2 separate regions of the Sus scrofa genome follow, and region 1 is linked to region 2. Evidence: chromatin contacts called from public Hi-C data. All regions are on one chromosome and are shown on one strand. Each heading gives the region's core, a stretch centred on a gene start, on an enhancer-like site or on the middle of the called end of the contact. The rest is flanking DNA. Distances are from core to core; before and after follow the strand shown. Region 1 holds the start of PRKCE (protein kinase C epsilon type). Region 2 overlaps PRKCE (protein kinase C epsilon type).

What was found. A called contact is a pair of places that touch in the nucleus more often than the background predicts.
Region 1: a contact with region 2 is called in a Hi-C map of skeletal muscle, with 3 times the contacts expected there. The contact joins the promoter of PRKCE here to the enhancer-like site in region 2. A contact is called at or near these places in 1 of 5 promoter capture datasets (liver), 7 of 47 Hi-C or Micro-C datasets (embryonic fibroblasts, fetal skeletal muscle, liver and 3 more) and 1 of 2 datasets of contacts at active chromatin or transcription factors (skeletal muscle).

The regions. Positions count from the first base shown.
Region 1 is chr3:94,861,732-94,866,293 of Sscrofa11.1, reverse strand. PRKCE (protein kinase C epsilon type) reads left to right here and starts at 1,745. Exons shown (of 16, transcript XM_021088295.1): 1 at 1,745-1,876; 2 at 2,941-3,485. The coding sequence starts at 3,138.
Region 2 is chr3:94,754,247-94,758,747 of Sscrofa11.1, reverse strand. All of the region lies in intron 2 of PRKCE (protein kinase C epsilon type), which reads left to right. Among named protein-coding and RNA genes, the nearest start is that of PRKCE, 110 kb to the left of the region's middle. Within about 2 kb of position 2,812, at least 5 of the 83 cell types and tissues checked have an H3K27ac peak or open chromatin away from gene starts, as enhancers often do. A contact at or near this core is called in fetal skeletal muscle and skeletal muscle, where this site is marked.

The sequences.
Region 1 (4,562 bases), core at 496-2,995, 110 kb before region 2:
CATCCAACAAAAGAGTAGAAGAAGGTATGAAACACTCAAGAATCCCTAACTTTACGAAAGAAGTCTGTGCCTTTCTCAACTCCCCCACAGGGCTGGGGCTGGAGTGAGGCACAAAATTTCAGGGATGCCAATAAACTCAGCAATACAAATAATTTTTTAATGTGATATTTAAAATTATTCAAAATTTGAATATTATGTTCATCCTGGAGTTCTACATTCGTTTTGATTTTTTAAAAAAATATTGCATTAAAATATTTTTTATCTTGATGGCTGAGTTTGTTGGTAGCCTTTCAATTCTGCCTCTTTGTCAGGCATCTCACTCATGTCTAGCTCTGGCTCTGCTTCCAAATGCCTTTGTAGATCCAGCCCTATTTGCCAGTGTCTCCCATCACATGCCTTATGAAGGGGGAAGCATTAAATAAGAATAGAATGGTGGAAGGAAGAAGCAAGAAGGAAAATTTTCTGATGATCAAAGAAATCAAACGTGAGCAGCAATGAGATATCCCACGTGTGCTTTGTCAAACTGACAGACTTTAAAATAAGCCTGCAGCTGGTGGGAGTGGCCCTGGAAGGCACAACTTTTATATCCTGGCTTTTAACATGTGAATGGTCTCCACTGTCCCTAAGACTACACACCAGCATTCTCTGTACTTTGCCCCTGCATCCAGGAGGCTGGGCTTCAAGAAATTACTTGAAAGCTGGGGAAGAGAGCAGTGGCTGCAGGCCTTAGGAGAGGTTTTGCCACCACCACCTTGGCACTTTTCTGATCATTTCTGCAACCTGTGTGCGGCTCTGGGTATCCCGTTGTTCCAGGGGACTGCCTCTTTCTTCGCTTTTAAGCTTTTTTAAGCCTTTGAGCCACAGGCGGTGATAACCTTTTACCAGTGAGAAAAAGTGATCGAGAGGTAGGTTTTACATTTTGGCCGACGCTAACCAGACTCACAAGATAAACACTCAGCTTACCACGATCCCTACAAACGCCCTGACTTGACTTGGCACAAGGGTGAGGGCCGAGGTTTTCTTTTTCCGTTTGCACAACAGGTTGGGGAGATGACCTCTTCCCAGCTCTGTCCTTCGGCGGTTCCAACCAGGGCCGCGCCTGGGACCTCCGCGCTCTCCGCCCCGCCCTCCCAGGTTCGCGTCCCCAGGCGCGGGGCCGTCCCTCTCCGGGCCGCCTTCCCTGTCCCCCGCTCCCCGCGGAGGAAATTCTTCCCCAGCAGCCCAGGGCTCGACTCACGTGATCAGCCGCAGCCGCGGCTTCCAGCGAGAGTTTAAAGGTTACGGAGGAAATTAGCACAGAGCCACTCGCCCCCCCCCCTTTCCCCCACCTCCCGCCATCCCGGTGGACGCGCCCCGTTTTCGGGCAGCTCGGACGGCCGCTGTCAGCGCGCTGCCCAGAGCCCTGTCCCCCAAAAGGGCATAGGCAAGGTCCAGAGTAAATATGAAGTCACTTTGTAGAGAATAAACAAACACAAAACGGAGCCAGGGAGCTACTAAGCTTTCACTTGTCAACAAGTTCTTGCAGCCGGAGAAGTCCAGGGCAGACCCCCAAAGGGAGAACGTCCCCAGAGAATGGGAAGAGACGATACATGTTTTAAAACACATACCAAACCTTGCACAGCCTTCCCTTTCCCCCTTCCCCCACCACCGTGGAGCGGAGCGTCTCCGGACAGAATGACAGACAGACCGGCCAATACTCCGCAGGCTGCCCTAGCCTGCCAGAGTCCGAGTAGAGGTGGGGCTGGGGGAGGGTCTCGCGTCCTCTCCGGCAACACGACCCCCGCCACTCCTCCACCCCTGGTTCTAAAAGAGTGTTGGCGGCCGAGCCCGGAGAGATGCGCGACCCACTGGTCCCCGGGCGGAGACCACAGACCAGGTACGGATAACTGGCGGGCCCGTAGCCCCGCCCTCAAGGCCGCCACTCCCCGGGGTCCCGCGCGGGGTCCCCGCCTGGCTCCCCGGCCCGCCGCCGAGACCCAGGCAGGCTCGTCTGCTCTCTGTAGTCCTCTCCTCTGCTCACTTTTCCCGTATTGCTCCCCCAACCGGCAAAACTTTCTATTTCCCCAAACACAGGAACGCGCGCGCGCGCGCGCGTACACACACACACACACACACACACACACACACACACACACACACACTGACGTCTTTTGCGCATTTCCTGCATTAGAGGGAGGGAGACTCGCTCGCACACCGACGGAGGGAGAAGAGACCGAGGGGGAGAGCGGGCGGCGAGCGAGCGGCGGCCGAAAGCGGGGACGCGGGGAGCGGGGCGGGCGGGCGCCGGCGCCCGGGAGGTGGGGCCGCGCCGAGTCGCAGTCCCGGCCCCGCCGCCGCGCTGCGCACCGCCCGGTGCCGGCCTGCGCCCCGAGCCCGAGCGGCGGCCACCCCGACTCCCGAGCCCGCGCGGATGTGAGATTCACGGCTCCTGGCGCCTCCTGATCGCCGACTGCGGCGCGGCGCGTCTTCGTCCAAGAGGAGGCGGCCGGGCTGGCCGTGTGGCTTGTGGATTTTTAAAAATTTGGCTCCGAAGAGGACCATTTCCTCTCGACATGCATCCCTCCGGATAGACTGTACATCCCTCGGTCCATCCCCCGCCCCGCGCGGTCAGAGGCAGGCGCTGGGTGTTCGAAGAGGATCCGGGTTGAAATCTGCGCCCCCGGTTCAGGTCCCCGCCCCGTCCCACCGCCCCCTTCTCCTCCCGGAGTCGAAATTTCCCGGGGATTATGTTTCGGAAAGGTAGGTAAGAGCCGGGCGCGGCGCCCGCTTCCCGCAGCCCGGACTCGGAGAGCCAGCGAGGCAACGAGACAAGCCTCCGCGGCTTGCAGCGAAGCCGACAGCTCGTCTCCTCTTCTGGAGGTGCTGCTGGTGGTAGGGGGGAGAGACTTGCTCCAAACACGGACATCCCCCAGCTCTCCCCCCCTCCCTCTTTTCCGTTAGGAACCCAGCGAGGAAATACATGCACTGGCTGAGAATCGCCCGCGCCAGGGCGCAGCGCTACAAGGTGTAGGGAGAGTGTGGGGTGGGGCGAGAGGGGACCCAGGAGTCCCTGTGGCTCGGAGCGCCGCGGCGTCGGTTCTTCGTTCCTGCCCTCGGGGCGGACGGAGTGACCCCGGCTCCCACTCCCCGCCCCGACCATGGTAGTGTTCAATGGCCTTCTTAAAATCAAAATCTGCGAGGCCGTGAGCTTGAAGCCCACAGCCTGGTCGCTGCGCCATGCGGTGGGACCCCGGCCGCAGACTTTCCTTCTGGACCCCTACATCGCCCTCAACGTGGACGACTCGCGCATTGGCCAAACGGCCACCAAGCAGAAGACCAACAGCCCGGCCTGGCACGATGAGTTCGTCACCGATGTGTGCAATGGGCGCAAGATCGAGCTGGCTGTCTTCCACGATGCCCCCATCGGCTACGACGACTTCGTGGCCAACTGTACCATCCAATTTGAGGAGCTGCTGCAGAACGGGAGCCGCCACTTCGAGGACTGGGTGAGTTGGGCGCCTCCAGGTCCAGGAGCCTGGCTGTGGGGTCCAGGGGGAAACCTCGCGGCCTTGGCTTGGGTGGTGGGGCGCCGGGACTTAGTGCCATCTGGGGTGTCTGTGTGTGTATGTCTCAGTTACCGTGAGGAAGCACACTCCACTTTGTGGTTGGGGAGAAGCAGACATTGGGGCAAGGGAGATGACACTTGGGAAGAGGGTATGGCCCTCTGCCCTCGCCAGACAGCTGGTGCTAAGAGGAGCTCGCAAGCTGGGAGCCTGAGCCGCCAGTGCTGAAGGTTGGCGGAGAACCCGGTGCCTTCCGCAGGCGCGTGGTGGGCCGGCTGTGTGTGACTGAGCGTGGGTGAGCTCCTCTGTCCTTGGAGAGGCACGTGGAGCCCTAGACTGAAGGCTTCTTGCACGTCCTGGCTTTGTCCTGTGTGGCCGAGTGAGGAGCCGTTTTATTTTTCCCGCAGGGAGGAAGCCAGCTCTTTTCTGTTCTGTTGCCTGGCGGTTAGCTCATCTTCTGACATATAGGGAGAAAAATGCCTTCTCCTTTAGTCCCCTCCAGGGTCCCAGAAACATCAGCCAAGCTGTTTTGCCCAATGCATTGCCCATCCATCCGGATCGAGTGTTGTAGTCTCGGAATGGTTTTGCTTGTGATTGTAAGTCAGTGCTTTGAACCCTGCTTAAAGTTATATTGTTTCCTTGTTTTGATTTTCAAGACTCTGCAATGAGATACTATTTCTGGTCCCAGACTAAGTTAATTGATTGCATTGTCAAAATATTAGGGACTTGGAAATAGGCCTTGTCCACATACTGTAAGCCAAATGCACTCAACCTTGGCTCTCAGAGAAGCAGAGAGAAGCAATCTTGTTTTAGCTCTTTCTTGGTGGGGAGGTGTTAAATTAGGAAATGGATTTCTTTATTTTCAGATTTATTACGTGTTTCCATCTAGAGCAGGTGTGGATTTGGGTGTATATGTTTTCAGAGTTCTTTGGTCTACACACAAAAAAAGAGAGATATCTCATCCTTACAGAGAAGAGATGTTTATTGAAAACAACTTCATAATTGTCCTAGGGTCAGAGG
Region 2 (4,501 bases), core at 1,563-4,062:
GAATTGGGGAAGATGGAGGGAGAGGTGCAGGAGGAGGACGGGCAGGAGAAGGATGAAGAGGGAGAACAGGTTCGGTGTTGGCAAGATCCGGAGAGACCTTGAATCTCCACTGCTGGATGTAATTAAAAAGGTGTGGCTAATTGGTTTAGAACCACAACTTCTGGGTGTTTACAAGACACACAGTGAACTGCCAAGAACTATATAGACTGACCACAGGGAAGGGTGGCTACAAAATTCTTAAAACATGATGCTCATTCCAAGTTCCTGGTGAGACTGATGGGGGTGAGTCAGGTTGAAGCCGAGATAAACATTTACTTATCAGATAAAGAGCCACTCTATCATCTAGGGTCTTGGACTTTGAAAGCATGTCTTCAAATACCAGATAATAGCAGAAAGGAAGAAGAGGATAAAGGGACTCTTGTCCCTGGGCTCTGGTGGTTTCACTGGAAAAGAAATATTGTGGTGGGTTGGAGAAGATGGAAAAGTACAAAGTTCCAGGCTTCGAAATGTGGTGATTGTACAATTGAGTTGGAAAACAGTTTGGCTCTGTCTTAAAAAGTTAAACATAAACCTACCATTTGATCCAGCCATTCCATTCCTAGGTATTTACTCAAGAGAAATGAAAACATATGTCTCTACAAGGTCTTGCCCAGGAATGTTCACAACGTCTTTATTTGCAACAGTCCCAAGCTGGACACAATGTGAATGTCCATCAAGTGATGAGGGGATAAACAAATTGTGGTATATCTGTACAATGGAATACTATTTAGCAATAAAGAGGAAGAAATGGTGGAATCTCAAAATAGTTATAACTGGATGGAAAAAGCCAGGTTCAAAAAATGCGTACTATATGATTCTATCCACATAAAATTCTTGAAAGTGCAAACTAATCTATAGTGGCAGGAAGTAAAACAGTGGTTATCTCAGAATGAACTATGCAGAAAGGGCAGGAGGAGTTCATCGTAAAGGTGGATGAGGAAAATTTGGGGGCTGCAGGATATGTTCATTATCTTGATGATAGGGATGGTTTTACAGGTGTACCTGTGTGTCAAAACGTAGGAGAGTTCACTCTTTGAAGGTGCCCAATTTATTGTCTGTTAATTATACCTCATTAAAGCTGCTACAAATAGATAAAAGTGGTGATTGAGAGAGTCAGTGCAGACTAAATTAAACAAGTCATAACTGCAAACTTACCCATTCCTAAACTAGAATGAATTCATTTCGGTGGAAACGAGAGGAGACAAAACAGACAACTTCAAGGAGGTTAGGATAGCAGGGAAGGGCCATTGTTAAAAGGGGGCACAATGGGAGTTCCGCTGTGGCTCTTCAGGTTAAGAACCCGACGTAGTATCCCTGAGGATGTGGGTTCAATCCCTGGCCTCACTTAGTGGGTGAAGGATCCAGCAAGCTTCATCATAGGTCACAGACGTGGCTCAGATCTGGTGTTGCTATAGCTGTGGCATAGACTGGCAGCTGCAGCTCTGATTCAACCCATAGCCCGGGAACTTCTGTATACCACAGGTGTGGCCCTAAAAAAGAAAAAAAAAAAAAAAAAAAAAAAAAGAAAGAAAGTCTCGATGGGCACGGGATATGGATCCAGACTGCCTGGCTGTGTGTCCTGGCCGCACGTACTTAGAAACTGGGCAACCTTTGGGCAAATTACCTAACTTCTCTGTACCTTAGTTTTCTCACCTGTGGAATGGGAATGGGAATAGAAATAGCCCAGATCTCATAGGATTACAGTGAACATTAAGTGAATTAATGTACAAAAATATTTAGAACCATGCTTGGCATGTATTAAGTACTCAGTAAATATTATTGCCACTGCTGTTAGCATTATCATCATTATCTACTCTTGAGCAGAACTCTGGAATGCTGATCTTTTGCAGCTCGCTTCTTTCACCTAGTATATTGTTTCTGAGGTCCATTTATATTGTAGCATGTGTCAAGAGAGCCCGTCCCTTTTTATGGGTAAATACTATTCCACTGTATTGGGGATAACAGATTTTGGTCACCATTTCTCCAGTTACGTGTGAGTTGTTTCCACCTTTGGGCTGTTAATAATACTGCTATAAACAATTATGTGCAAGTCTTTGTCCCCCTCCTTTTCTTTAAGGCTCGTATGTTTTGAGGGAATTCCCACTGTGGCTCAGCAGGTTAAGAACCCAACTGGTATCCGTGAGGATGTAGGTTTGATCCCTGGCCTCACTCAGTGGGTTAAGGGTCCCGTGTTGCTGTGAGTTGCGGTGTAGGTTGTAGATGTGGATTGGATCTGGCGTTGCTGTGGTGTAGGCCGGCAGCTGTAGCTCTGATGCGACCCCTAACCTGGGAACTTCCAAATGCTGCAGGTGTGGTCATAAGATGAAAAAAAAAAAAGGCTCATACTTTTTGAGATTCAAGCATGTTCTGCCTCCCTCATGTTGGTTGAAATGATAAAGCGAATGCAGTCATTTAAAGGTACCTTTGAATGTGATCTTCCAAACCCTCTCCTGTTTGGATTGGGCACGGTGCCCTCTCCAGCTCTTTGCATCTCTAGACACGTGCAGGAAATAAACATGTCAGAACATGGCAGCAACAGTAGAGACCAGAGGAGAGGTATGTGGGGTCATCATTTTACTGTCATGAGCTGTTCTGTTCTGAAAGGGAGCAGACCCCAGGTTCTGTCTGAACAGAAGCTGTGCATTAGCAGAGGGGGCATGGAGGCTGGGAGAAGGGCTGACATGTGTGAGAAGGGGGGCCAGCCAGATGGCTTGGTTTATCCGCCTCAGGGCCGGACCGGGAAGAAGCCCAGGTTGGCCAGGTGCTGCCTGGAGGCTTCCATGCTGCTTAGCCCCTGGGAGGCTGGGCCTCTGCCCTGGCACCTGAGCTCTCTGGGGAAGCAGGGGTGGCAGCGACTGGGAGACGCCTGTTGTTCCTCAAGTTCAGCAATTAGCGCCCTCTCTTTCAGGGCAGACCTCCTCTTAGCTCTAATCTGAAATGTCAGTTATTACACTCGTTTGATTTAAGTATAGAAGCGCCTCGGTTATGCTCTCAAGAGTAAGACAGAAATAGCTAGTCAGTGTGGGTGAGTAATCTTCTAAAAGCATTCACAGGGATCATCCTTGCCATGGCATTATGCACTCCTCCAAGTTGGAGTGAATGTCAGGCGTCCGTCCGGCATTTAGAGTTGGGGGAGGGGAGGCGGGCAGTTAGGGGAATCCTGAGTTAAATCCATCAGAGTTTCTGTCCTGGGTCATCCACCAAGCACTTGGTATTCTTTCAGTTCCCAATGTGGGACTGGTTGGATTTTACAGGAGGTACTGAAAAGCATGGGACACAGCCCTTGGGTCCTGGATTAGGTGCCGATTACAAGCAGTAGCTCCTGTGCACAGGTGCGCCTCTGCGTTTGAAAGTGTCGCATGCAAGGGGCTGTAAGAGTCATTAGCACTGGAGTGGGGAGGGGTTCCTTTGGACTGGGGCAATCTGGAAGGTTTCCTAGAGGAGGCAGCTGGTGAAAAGGTGAAAATATTGGGGATCGATTGTTTTGCTTTTACTTGATTCTCTCCTGCCTTTGTCTACCAGGGGCGGAAGCACCTTATACAAGAAAGTTCCCAAACATAAATAGAAAATTGAGGCCGCCAAAGGGAAAAAAAAAGTGGCTAATCTCGTTGCTCTGATGGAGCCCTGCATTTGGTTTTAAGCTTCTTGGCAGCCTGGCCATAATGAGAACCAGGTTAATTATATAGCTCCCTTGATCAGAAAGGGGAAAATCTCCCAGCTCCTGAAGGGAGGCAAAATTCTTCCTGGCACATTTTTCCCAAATCATTTTCTCATGTAGGAGTTTGTACCAGAGACACAGGGGCATAAAGGACATTGATCCATCAGCAACAAAAGCCTTTATGAATATGGAGATTGGATGCCAAGGAGTGACACAGTGAAGGTAATCAGGCCAGTGGCTAAGCTGGCAGGATCCTGTTATGTGGCTCTGGGGGCTTGGGCTTGAGGCAAAATGAACTTAGAATCATTCACTGGAGGCGTAGACAAAGGCGAAAGCCTGATGGAGCCTTTCTCGTGGGAATTCAGAGGGGAAACCTCCTCGGCCCTGGTGAGATGATACCCAGGGAAAGGATGCAGAAGCCGTCTCCCTGAGTTCCCACTGGCCAGCGTGTAATTACCATGTCTGGGGATCAGATTTGGTGCTGAGTGTCCTGGAAGCCAGGGGCACAAAAGGAAACACACGTCTGGTTCCAGAGTCTGGAGCTGGTCTTATCTCTGTCACCAGCACCCTTCAGTAGGCTGTGCCTTATTGGATGTGAATTGAGGCCTTAAAGCACCTGCTCTGGTCTCTGCCAATTTCTCAAGCAGTTGAAGTCTAGAAAGGGTATTTTTAACTTTAAAAAATAAATCCAAGATAGGCACAAATCTGGAAAAGATTGCATGCCAGTAGGTTGGCTTTGCCACTTTTTTTTTTTTCTTTGCTTTTTAGGGCCACACCTACAGCATGTGGAAGTTCCCAGGCTAG